3 separate regions of the Pan troglodytes genome follow, and regions 1 and 3 are each linked to region 2. A link is a contact called in public HiChIP or PLAC-seq data. All regions are on one chromosome and are shown on one strand. The core of a region is the stretch at or near the end of the contact, and the rest is flanking DNA. Distances in the headings are between cores, read along the strand shown. Region 1 holds the start of RPL29 (ribosomal protein L29). Region 2 holds the start of POC1A (POC1 centriolar protein A). Region 3 holds the start of PARP3 (poly(ADP-ribose) polymerase family member 3).

Evidence for each region. HiChIP or PLAC-seq counts read pairs in DNA pulled down with a chosen protein or histone mark.
Region 1: an H3K4me3 HiChIP or PLAC-seq map of stem cell-derived excitatory neurons shows a contact between it and region 2, with 14 times the contacts expected there. The contact joins the promoter of RPL29 here to the promoter of POC1A in region 2. A contact is called at or near these places in 4 of 7 Hi-C or Micro-C datasets (induced pluripotent stem cells, a lymphoblastoid cell line and stem cell-derived neural progenitor cells), 1 of 1 datasets of contacts at active chromatin or transcription factors (stem cell-derived excitatory neurons) and 1 of 1 other capture datasets (stem cell-derived neural stem cells).
Region 3: a contact with region 2 is called in an H3K4me3 HiChIP or PLAC-seq map of stem cell-derived excitatory neurons, with 3 times the contacts expected there. The contact joins the promoter of PARP3 here to the promoter of POC1A in region 2. A contact is called at or near these places in 2 of 7 Hi-C or Micro-C datasets (induced pluripotent stem cells and stem cell-derived neural progenitor cells) and 1 of 1 datasets of contacts at active chromatin or transcription factors (stem cell-derived excitatory neurons).

Annotation. Positions count from the first base shown.
Region 1 is chr2:56,037,603-56,041,254 of NHGRI_mPanTro3-v2.0_pri, reverse strand. It overlaps RPL29 (ribosomal protein L29), which reads left to right and starts at 1,586. Exons shown (of 4, transcript NM_001251939.2): 1 at 1,586-1,692; 2 at 2,086-2,130; 3 at 2,448-2,512; 4 at 3,432-3,652. The coding sequence starts at 2,094.
Region 2 is chr2:56,196,683-56,200,216 of NHGRI_mPanTro3-v2.0_pri, reverse strand. POC1A (POC1 centriolar protein A) reads left to right here and starts at 1,844. Exons shown (of 12, transcript XM_063806806.1): 1 at 1,844-1,917; 2 at 2,093-2,382. The coding sequence starts at 2,365.
Region 3 is chr2:55,983,725-55,987,653 of NHGRI_mPanTro3-v2.0_pri, reverse strand. PARP3 (poly(ADP-ribose) polymerase family member 3) reads right to left here and starts at 1,918. Exons shown (of 11, transcript XM_001170233.7): 1 at 1,345-1,918; 2 at 514-698. The coding sequence starts at 1,363. RRP9 (ribosomal RNA processing 9, U3 small nucleolar RNA binding protein) reads left to right here and starts at 1,848. Exons shown (of 15, transcript XM_001170125.8): 1 at 1,848-2,272; 2 at 2,563-2,645. The coding sequence starts at 2,186.

The sequences.
Region 1 (3,652 bases), core at 337-2,836, 160 kb after region 2:
CTGTCTAAAAAAAAGAAAAAAAAAAAGAATAGAAAAGAAAGAAAACCATGAGAGGACACAGAATCACTGGTGAGATGAGGCAGTGGTTCTCTATTTTAGATAATGGAGTCCAGGGAGGCCTCTATAGGAAAGAGCACACCATCCAAAAAGCAGGGAGAAGGGCAGTCCAGGTGGCTGGGATAGCAAGTGCAAAGGTCCTGAGGCAGAACACACATTTGTGGTTGGCAGGAAAGAAAGGCAATGGGTTTGGAGAGAAGTAAATGACAGAGGTTGTCAGGGTCAAGTGGGTAAAGAATTGATCTTCAATGCAAGGGGATGTCCTTGCAGATTTAAGGGACAGGATCTGATTTGTATCTTAAAACAAGTCCCCAAGACCCACTGCCGTGTGGAAAATGAACTATAGGGGGAAGAGGTGGAGAAGGCAACAGAGTTGTTAGAGGCAACACTTTCTCAATTCTGATGTCCAACAGGCATCTCACATTTAATGCATCCAACAAAAATATCTGGCTCATCATTCCCCCTCAAAACAAAACAAACAAAGCCCCCGCTCCCCACTCAATCTTCCATCTCTGTAAACAGCCCCACCATTCACCCAGTTGTCAAGCCAAAGACATAGGGGCTATCCTTGCCTCCTTTTTCTCCCTCATCTTCTGTGTCCCAAGTCCAGTACTCTTTCTTTGTCCACTCCTCTGCATTCCCACTGTCCTCCCTCAGGTCCAGGCAGCCCTCTCTCCTTCCTCCCCTCTGCTCCTTCTCCACGAAAGAGTCAGGCGTGCTTTTCTTTTTTTTTTTTTTGAGACAGAGTCTTGCCCTGTAGCCCAGGCTGGAGTGCAATGGCGCGATCTTGGCTCACTGCAACCTCCACCTCCCAGATTCAAGCAATTCTCCTGCCTCAGCCTCCAGAGTAGCTGGGATTACAGGCACGTGCCACCACGCCCCGTGAATTTTTTTTTTTTGTATTTTTAGTAGAGATGGGGTTTCACCATGTTGTCCAGGCTGGTCTGGAACTCCTGACCTCGTGATCCGCCCACCTCAGACTCCCAAAGTGCTGGGATTACAGGGGTGCTTTTAAGAACACAGATCGGCCAGGCGCGGTGGCTCACGCCTGTAATCCCAGCACTTTGGGGGGCAGAGGCGAGCGGATCGCGAGGTCAGGAGTTCGAGACCAGCCTGGACAACATGGTGAAACCCCGTCTCTACTAAAAATATAAAAATTAGCCGGGCGTGGTGGTGGGCGCCTGTAATCCCAGCTACTCGGGAGGCTGAGGCAAGAGAATCGCTTGAAACCGGAAGGCGGAGGTTGCAGTGGGCGGAGATTGTGCCACTGCCCTCCAGCCTCGGTGGAAGAGCGAAACTCCGTCTCAAAAAAAAAAAAAAAGAAAAAGAACACAGATCTCCTTGCCCAACAACATCCCTCAAGGACTCCTTTCTTTTTCAGGATCTTGAATAAGACTTAAGAGCCAGGTCCTGGAGAAACAGAGAAGGGAGGAGGCAGCCTGAAGGTGGCGGAGGCAAGCTCGTAGCACCGCCTCCACGTCTGGCTTGCGTTCTTCCGGGCTTCGGAACTTTTCTTCGCGGAGCCTGGGGAAGCTTTTCCAGTAGTACTTTCCGGCGTTGTTGACCCTATTTCCCGTGCTGCACCGCAGCCCCTTTCTCTTCCGGTTCTAGGCGCTTCGGGAGCCGCGGCTTATGGTGAGTGTTGGCCGCGCGGCATCCGATGCCATCCGCGACTTACGGGTGGCGGCGGGGCGCGGGCTGCGGAGAGGACTGGTGACCGACCGTGTGTCTGTCGGGAGCAAAAGCTGCGGAGTGGGAATGGTGCTTCTAGGTCCTAGGAGGGGGATGGCAGGGAAAGCCACTTTATTGGGGAATGCAGCTTTCCGGGGGTAAGGAGTTGATTTCAGGGCATCATTACCTGGGTTTGGGAGGCCAGGACTGGCGTTGGGTCGTGCAGAGTAAGCCGAGACTCGTGGAGGCTGCACATTCTCTGTCTGCAGGCTCATTCTGACCAGAATGGGGGGGGGTGGGGCAGAGGTGGCCCAGCCTGGCGAGCCCTTAACCCTGATCTCCACTTTTGTCTTCCAGGTGCAGACATGGCCAAGTCCAAGAACCACACCACACACAACCAGTGTAAGTTTTTTGGGCCCTGCCTACATCCCAGACCCTGGCAAGGACTGGTTCAGGCAAACTGGGACAGAGATGAAGGGGCACGTTTCCATTGTGGGCCTGAGGCTGATTGATTTCACCCAGTAATAACTTTAGGGTTATAGGTTTAGAGATCTACTTGAGATACAGAGTGTTTTGCATTTAGTAGTAAGGGTTTCTCATATCTCAAGTGTAGCTGCTGTAGGAAGTGTTGGTTCTCCCAGACTTGCCAGCTGTGATGTTGGGTGGTCTTATTAGAGGAAAGTTCTTTGTTGGCTTAATTCCCTTTTTTTCTCCCACAGCCCGAAAATGGCACAGAAATGGTATCAAGAAACCCCGATCACAAAGATACGAATCTCTTAAGGGGGTGAGTGCACTGAATCACATGGAAGTGTCTTTTCTTGGTCCAGGTGCACAGTCAAGGCCTTTCATGTAGTTTTTCTCTAGCTTTGGCTTCTGCCTGAGCACAGCCTAACTGGCCCACCCAAAGCCTGCAATTCCTTTTTCTACCCTACCAGACCCATAATAAAGCTTTCCTTGGTCTCCACAGCCTGAAGTGTAACCCTCTGGTCAGGGTGTAACCTGCCTCCTGAGGGCAGTTTGGCTATCTCCCTTGCTTGGCAGTGGCACTTAGGGTAAGGAGTGGCCTTGTCTGAGTGCGTGCAGGGCACATTCCCACACTGACCAGCCTTATGACCTCCATCTGACCCAGTGCTGGAGTTGGGGTCAGCTTCTCTTCCTGTGTCAGGGGGTTCTAAGGATTAGCTGAGAAGGCTGGAGGGTCTAGGGGAGAGCTGAGCATGTCCCCAGTCTGTTCCTTCCCTTTACTTTTGCTCTCTGTTCCGTGGAGTGAATCACAAACTCTGAGCCTCAGTTTCCCCATATTCCACCTTGGCTATAAGTCTTTTGGACCAGACTTGGTATTTAATTGACACCTTCTTCTAAAGAGGGGAGGGGGTGTCCCTGAGGGGATGTCAGGAAAAAACTTGGTTGAACCCCTGCTGTAGGAAGTTGAAGCGAAGCCCCACAACCTTGGCAGACAGGGCAGCAAAGCAGCTTGTAATTTTGTTCTTGAAGGAGGTCTGCACAGCATTACCCAGGTGGCGTATTGGCTCCCTGGGGTGGTGGTACACTTTCTCTGGAAATAGTTTCAAGAGGTTGGGTATTTCCACATTTGAGGTTGACTTGATGCTGTCTTTAGAATGCTGGGTACCCCTATGGAGAGGGGCAGCAGGGAGAGACTTGGGGACCCACATGCTGCCACCTGTACCTTTCCTGCTTTTCAGGTGGACCCCAAGTTCCTGAGGAACATGCGCTTTGCCAAGAAGCACAACAAAAAGGGCCTAAAGAAGATGCAGGCCAACAATGCCAAGGCCATGAGTGCACGTGCCGAGGCTATCAAGGCCCTCGTAAAGCCCAAGGAGGTTAAGCCCAAGATCCCAAAGGGTGTCAGCCGCAAGCTCGATCGACTTGCCTACATTGCCCACCCCAAGCTTGGGAAGCGTGC
Region 2 (3,534 bases), core at 595-3,094:
CTGCTAATTTTTTGTATTTTTAGTAGAGACGGGGTTTCACCGTGTTAGCCAGGATGGTCTGCGATGTCCTGACCTTGTAATCCACCCGCCTTGGCTTCCCAAAGTGCTGGGATTACAGGCGTGAGCCACCATGCCGGGCTTGATCGTACAATTTATATGATTACTGAGCACTCTAATGGTAAGGAAAATTAAGACCAGCTGGTTGTTAACCTTAACTTCAGCCAAGAAAATCCCCAATTCGGCTACTTACCTAAGAACAGGTCTTAGGCTAAAGACTGCTCTCTACCATCCCAGAAGTAGGGAAAACTCAAACTTGCCTTCTCTGTTGGAAGCGAGCTCAAACTCCAGAAAGGAGTTACCTGCCTTCCATCGTCAGGGAAGCAGGAAAACCTGCCTTCATTGTTGGAAACAAGTAAAACTCCAGAAAAAGGAGCTGTACAGTAAAATAAACTTTAGATGTTAACCAAATTTGGGAAGATCAGGAATTTTGTGGAGGGGGGCTCCCAGGCCTTAGCAAATTGTCCTGTAGATTTGAGCCATAAAGATAGCTCAAGCTGGTACCAAGCACCGATAGGAGATCTGTCAAAGGTCAGGGGCACCTCCACTCAGAATCCTTTCGTGGTTGCCAAACTGTCAACCCGAAAGGTCTCAGTCAACTTAGAAAATTTATTTTGCTAAGGTTAAGGACACACCCATGACACAGCCTCAGGAGGTCCTGACAACATGTGCCCAAGTGGCCTGGGCACAGCATGGTTTTATACATTTTAGGGAGACAAAATACATCAATCAATACATGTAAGATTTACATTGGTTTGATCTGGAAGGACAAGACAACTCGAAGTGGGAAACTTCCAGGTCATTGGTAGATTTAAACATATTCTGATTGGCAATTGGTTGAAATAATTATTATCAGTAGAAAGGGATATCTCGGTTAAGATAAGGGGTTATGGAGACCAAGGTTTTACCATGCAGATGAAGCCTCCAGGTAGCAGGTTTCAGAGAAAATAGATCGTAAATGTTTCTTATCAGACTTAAGGTTTTTGTTGATGTTAATGCTGGAGAGTATAATGAGGCATGTCCAACCCCCACTTCCCATCATGGCCTGAACCACTCTTTCAGGTTAAATTTGAGTGCCCTGGCCAAGCAGGGAGTCTATTCAGATGGTTGCTGGTGGCCTTCAAATTTTATTTTATATATATATATATTTTTTTTGAGACAGAGTCTCCCTCTGTTGCCCAGGCTGGAGTGCAGCGGCAACATCTAGGCTCACTGCAACCTCTGCCTCCGGAGTTCGAACAATTCTCCTCCCTCAGCCTCCCGAGTAGCTGGGTTTACAGGCGCGTGCCACCACGCCCGGCTAATTTTTGTATTTTTAGTAGACATGGGGTTTCACCATGTTGGCCAGGCTGGTCTCATACTCCTGACCTCAGGTGATCCACCCACCTCGGCCTCCCAAAGTGGCAAAGTGCTGAGATTACAGGCGTGAGCCACTGAGCCCGGCCTCTCCTTCTTTTAAAGACTGGGTTTCTAACAGCTTCTGAGGCCTTAAGGATCCTGACAGGGCCGGGCTGCACCACACTCCCTCGTGTTACAAATGGGGAAACCGGGGCACAGAGCAGAGGCGTTTTTCCTGAGATCACACAGCCAATCAGGGCGAGAACTGAGAATCGAACCTTGATCTCTCCACTCCATGATTGTGATTCCGAGTAACTCATGTTATTTTAAATCGACACTTGTCTTAAGAACGTTCGGACGGCGAACCACTGAGAGTTCCCGAGGGGCGAATACTCAGCTCTCAGTAGGTTCCTGCGGGGAAAATCTGGCTGCGCCGGCGCGCGCGGGTGCTTTAAGGCAATCTGGTTACAGCAACCCACGTGTCCTCCGCTTCCGGGATCCTTAAGGCCGTCGCTTCGGGTGGTAAAACCCGGCCCGCCCTCACGTCATGTTGGGAACTGTAGCTCCACCTTCCTCCAGACATAGGGGCGTGGGCGGCTTGGAACTGCATTTCCCAGCAGGCTGCGCTCGCCGTTAGAGTAGCCGGACGACGGGCTGGTGGGGTGAACCCTTCATCCTGGGTCTTTTAATTTCTCAGGCGGAACGAGTGGCGGCGGACAGAGGCTTTTGGCTGCGCTGTCTGTGGGTTGTCTGGGCTTGGGGAACTGGGCACGGAGACCGTGGCGCCGGCCGCCGGTCATACAGCTCTGCTTCCAGTCGTCGGGCAAAAAGCTGAGGCGCTTCTCCTTTAATTGCGGTGGGCGGGGCGTGCCGACGCGGCCCGCGTTGCTATTGGTGGCCGTTGGGGGCGCGGAAACTGAACGGGCCGCAACGGCCACCGCAGCTGCCTTCGGCGTCGCCAGCCCCGCCATGGCTGCGCCCTGCGCGGTAAGCCCAGCCGAGAGCAACTCCCCAGGCCTCAGTCTCCCCGCTGGGACACTGGGCGCCTAGTGGCCAGAGCGATGGCTGCGAGGGGCGGGCGGGGCGCCAGGTTCCAGGGTGGTCCTCTTCAGGTCCAGTTTACCGTCTGCGCAGGGGGCGCTGGGTCGGGCACTTTCTGAGCGCCTCCTGCGTGCCAGGCCCTGCGCTGGGTTTCTGGAGCGAACAAACAGGCCTCTGCCTCCATAGTTTGCATCCTAGCGAGGGACACACGACCAAGTCCCGACTCATGTGTGACCTGGGGCCGGTATCGGGCCTCTCTAGCCATTCTCCACGTCCTTAGCAGTGGGTGGCTGCGTGGGGTCTTGTTGAGGGTACACCCTGCTCCAGCAGGTAGGTACAGCAGGACGCTGGGATGCCCGGGCCTGCAGTGTGAGCGGGGCGGAGCCGCCCTCTCTGAGTTCACATTCCTCCAGAGGTCCTCATTTCGAGAGATTTCTTTGAACGGGCAAGGCCCTCTGGCTGATTGGAGAGTCAGGGAGGCTGGGTGGTAGCCTGTGATGCCCTGAGGCACTTGAGGACATGGACGGAGATTCCAGGCTAGGATACAGACCTTTTGACTCCTAATCTGGTACTCTACCTCCCTTCCTGTCCCCTCATGTATAAACCACTGTTGAGGGAGATGAGGCCCACATGCAGGGAACTACAGAGGGGAGGCGGTGTTGAGAGATACCATGGGCCTACTGGTCAGGGGTGGACCTGAACTTGCCTCTGCCCACTGAGCCTAGAGGCGGACACTCTCTTACGCATGTTCTTTCAAGAAGCTTAGGTGAGAGCAGAAGGCTCTGTTGGGGACCCTCCCCCAGCTGCTCCTCCCTCTGTTGTTGAAAGGAGACTCTGACAGGTGCGTTAGGGGTGGAGCTGGGCACAAGGCCATAGGGCCTTTGTTCTGGTTACTGCTCTGTAGGGTGGCAGTGGCTTTGCTGTGCCCCAAGGACATCCTTTCCCAGGAGGAGCCTTTGGGCTTCCTGGAGCACCCAAAATGCTTCTTTGAGGTTTCTGATACTTAGAGTAGGGGGAGATGTTTGGATGGCTGAATTATAACCCTTCAAGTGTTAAGACACAAGCTGCTATTGGATGGAGAGAGTCTCTGGAGTATTC
Region 3 (3,929 bases), core at 669-3,168, 210 kb after region 2:
GTCAGATGGGGTGCCTGGCCGTACACCGAGAGGGCTCTGATGGCGACAGGAGTCTGACGGCAGTGGGAGTCAGAGGGACCCTGTCTTGGAAGCTTGGGGGGGTCACTGCTCTTCCCTAGGGGATGCGGTGTGAGAGGACATGGCTAAACCCTGACATGGAGGTATGGGGGGTGCTGGGGGGGACACAGCTGGGCCCTGGATGGGGGAATCTGAGAGGGACATGGCTCTGCCCTGAGGGGACATGGGCAAGCGCCCAGGAGACTGATGTAGTCACAGCCTTTCCCTAAGTGCGGTGGGAGGAGGCCTGCATGGGGTCTGAAGGGCAGATGTGACCCGCCTGGACCTGACGGGACACAGCCCTGACGTCTGGGGTCAGGAGAACATGGCCTTGCTCTGGCGCTTACCTGGGGGCCTTGGGCTCCAAAACCAGAACAGAGTCCTAAGGGGGTGGCCTGGGTGTGTTTGTGCTTATCAGTGGGCAGGCTCTGGGCCTGACTGGGGACTGCAGCTCACCTGGGTCCCGGGGTTGCTGCTGAGTGGACATGTTGGATCCATGCAGATTATGCGCTTCTCTGCGGGTATGGCCTTGAGGGCCTCAGCGGTGGAGCGGAAGGGGTCCTCCTCCCTTCCTGCCTGCCAGCCCTTCTTCTTCTCAGGGCCCTCAGTCTGTACCCAGGGCTTCCGCTTTGGAGCCATGGCTGTCCTGGGGCACAGAGAGGCCCTTAGGCCTCCATGGTCTCCTCATCCCCAACGACCCACTCTCAGTCCCCACCCCTGCCCTGGGCCAGCACAGCACCAACTTGCCCCACCCCGGGTTGGCCCTTCGGTGGCCTCCCACTGCATCCTGTGTCCACTCTGACGGCATTCCCAGCCCCAGACCACACCCGGCTCTTTGTCACTCAGAAACACCCCTTTCCCCAGTCCCAAGTGCAAGGTTAGGACTCTGTCCAGTCTGCCCACTCTGGTCAACAGGGTCTGCCTGGCTCCCTACCCTCTGCAGCTCACCTGTGTGTCCTGAGGGGTAGGGAAAGTGAAAGGAGGATCTCTCTCTTCCACTTCGGGGCTCCTCCCCCTGTGTCAGCTAGTTCGGCCCTGGCATGGTTGCCGGGCTGAGTCACCGAGCTATGGGGGAGGGTGGGCAGAGGCTCCTGGGGGCAGGATTCTTGGGGCCAGATTTATCCTCCCGGAGCTTAGAACCCAGAGCTGTAGAAGCCCTTCCCAATGGACTCAAGAGTTCTGAGGAGCCAGAACTCCGGATCAGTGGCCTTGAACTGATAGAGGGCAAAGGCCAGTCCCACCAGGCCTTGCCCTGCCCTGCTGTGGGCAGGACCATAGGACACTCACCCAAGAAAAGCAGGGACATGGGAGAGGTCCTGGCTGCCACACGGCCTGGTTGTGTGCGCCTCCCAGGGCAGTCCCAGGTCTAGCAACTCTCCATGAGCCTCAGGCGTGAATTAGGGAGAGAATTCCCAACAATCGCCAGAGGCCGGGGATGAGCTTGTGTGGGGGATTAGACATCGGCTATTTGGCCACCAGTGGGGTGAAGCAGAGGCTGGGACAGGCCGAGTCAGGCGACCAGTCCTACGGACGGGTGGACACTCGATCTGGCATATCCAAGGCCGGGGCAGTCGCGTCCGTAGCGCTGCTCATGTGGCCGGGGCCTGCAGCACGCATCTGCCGGTCGCGCGGTGACCTTGGGCCCGGATACAAACGCAGCCTCCCTCTCCCCGGGGCTGCTTGGATCCCCGTTGGGTCTAGCGCCGGGCTGCCCATGGAGGGGAGGAGTCACGTTCCAGAACGCGAAAGGGCGCCGCGTCTCTGGCGCCCCCCAGCGGCCAAGGGGCGCAAACACAGAGAAGGCTCTTGCTCCGACTTCGAAGTCGGCCAGCAGCAGAGCGCAAGCGCCACAGCTTCAGGCCGGAAGCGCCGTGGAGATGCGGGCTTCCTACTCGAGCCTGGTGCGGGAGCCTAGGAACTTCAGAAGGCGGGGCTACAAGCGTGCATCCTATGGGTGCCTGGGGGCGTGGCAGAGCCTGCAGAAGGACCCAATGGAGCAGTAGGAGGCGGGGCCCGGCGGGCGGTGGAAGCCTATCAATACGCGGGGTCTTGCCAGGCGGCTGGGGAGCTGGGAGGGTTCAGCTGCCACGTGAGTTCTGCGGCCGCTGCTACACGCCTGGTGGGCAGCATGTCGGCAACAGCGGCTGCTCGTAAGCGGGGAAAGCCGGCCTCTGGGGCCGGGGCTGGCGCGGGGGCCGGCAAGCGGCGGCGAAAGGTGAGCATGGCGCTTCTGAGGGCCGCGGTCAGCCCTGCTACTCGGACAACCGTCATCCCATCCAGGGGACCTGGGTCCGGGCCCTTCCCCAGCCCTTCGCCCTGGACCCCTGCTGGAGTCAGCTTCGTCCCTCTCTCCGCGAGCCAAATCCTAGAAAGCCGTTCGCTTAACCCGGGAACCACCGCCTTCCCCATTCCTGGGGTTCTGAGGGAACCGAGGGCGGGGGGGCCCTTGGTCAATGCCAGGGTGGTCTGGACCCCTGACCAAAGAAAAGACCGTATAATTCCCAGGCCGACTCTGCGGGGGACAGGGGCAAATCCAAGGGTGGCGGCAAGATGAATGAGGAGATCTCCAGCGACTCTGAGAGCGAGAGGTGAGCTGTTCTTTTCCACATAGTGGGAGGGAAAACTGAGTCCTATGGTGCACGGAAGACTGAGTGAGTCCGAACAGAACTGAGCCTAGAATCCAAGACTCTGGCCCTTGGCTCTGAGATCGTGGCTGTTTCCTTTAGTTTCTGGTCCTGCAAAGTCTTGTTTCTGCGAGGTCTCTGGGTGGAAGGACCCTGGGCCCCAATCCAAGGCCATTGAGACCTCCTTAGGTTTTGGCAGGGACTGGACTGATTGAGAAATTGCAGGAAAACAGAACAAAGCTGTCAAGTATTTCTTGCATCCTTCTTCCTTTGCCAGTTTTCCTGCAATTTCACAATTACTGGGCTCCCCGTCTCTTAACATGCCAGGCACTGCCTTTGCTGTTGGAAGTGCAGAGATAGGCAGGCGGGTGAAGAGAGTGTGTTGTAGTGAGGTGTGTATTTTATAGTTGTGTGTTCTGGGAACAGAGGAGGGACATTTAAATAGGGTCTTGAGAGATGAAGAGGAGTCTCTCACGGAGAGGTAGGGAAGGCATTCAGTGATCAGAGGAAAGTCTGAGGTGTAAGTGTGCCAGAATGGGCAGTAGAAAAGATGGAAGGGGGCTGGGCCTGGTAACTCATGCCTCTAATCCCAGCACTTTGGGAGGCCAAGGCGGGAGGATTGCTTGATGTCAGGAGTTTGAGACCAGCCTGGGCAACATAGCGAGATCTTGTCTGTACAAAAAAAAAAAAAAGTTAGCTGGGTATGGTGGTGTGCCCCTGTAGTCCCAACTACTCAGGAGGCTAAGGTTTGGGGATCCCTTCCCAGGGAGTTGAACTATGATCATGCACTGCTCTCCAGTCTGGGTGACAGCAAGATCCTGTCTCTAAAAAAAAACCACACACAAAAACAGGAGGACTGGTCATAAGTGCATGTAGATTGTAGAGGGCTTTGGATGCCTCCCTCATTTCTGCAGGTGATGGGTGTGGTTGCTTGCAGGTTTTCAAAGGGTCAGGCATGGTGTCAGGCCTGACCCTGTGGGTTGGAGGCTCTTGGACCAGAGAATCCTAGTGCCTTCCCTATGAGTTGACTTTAGAACTCGCTTCTAAAATTGAGTATGTGTTGCCTTAATTTGCTCATGGAAAGAATGTACTTTTTTTTTTTTTGTTTTTGAGACAGAGTCTCACTCTGTTGCCCAGGCTGGAGTGCAGTGGTGCGATCTCGGCTCACTGCAACCTCTGCTTCCCAGGTTCAAGTGATTCTCCTGCCTCAGCCACCTGAGTAGCTGGGATTATAGGCCTGCACCACCA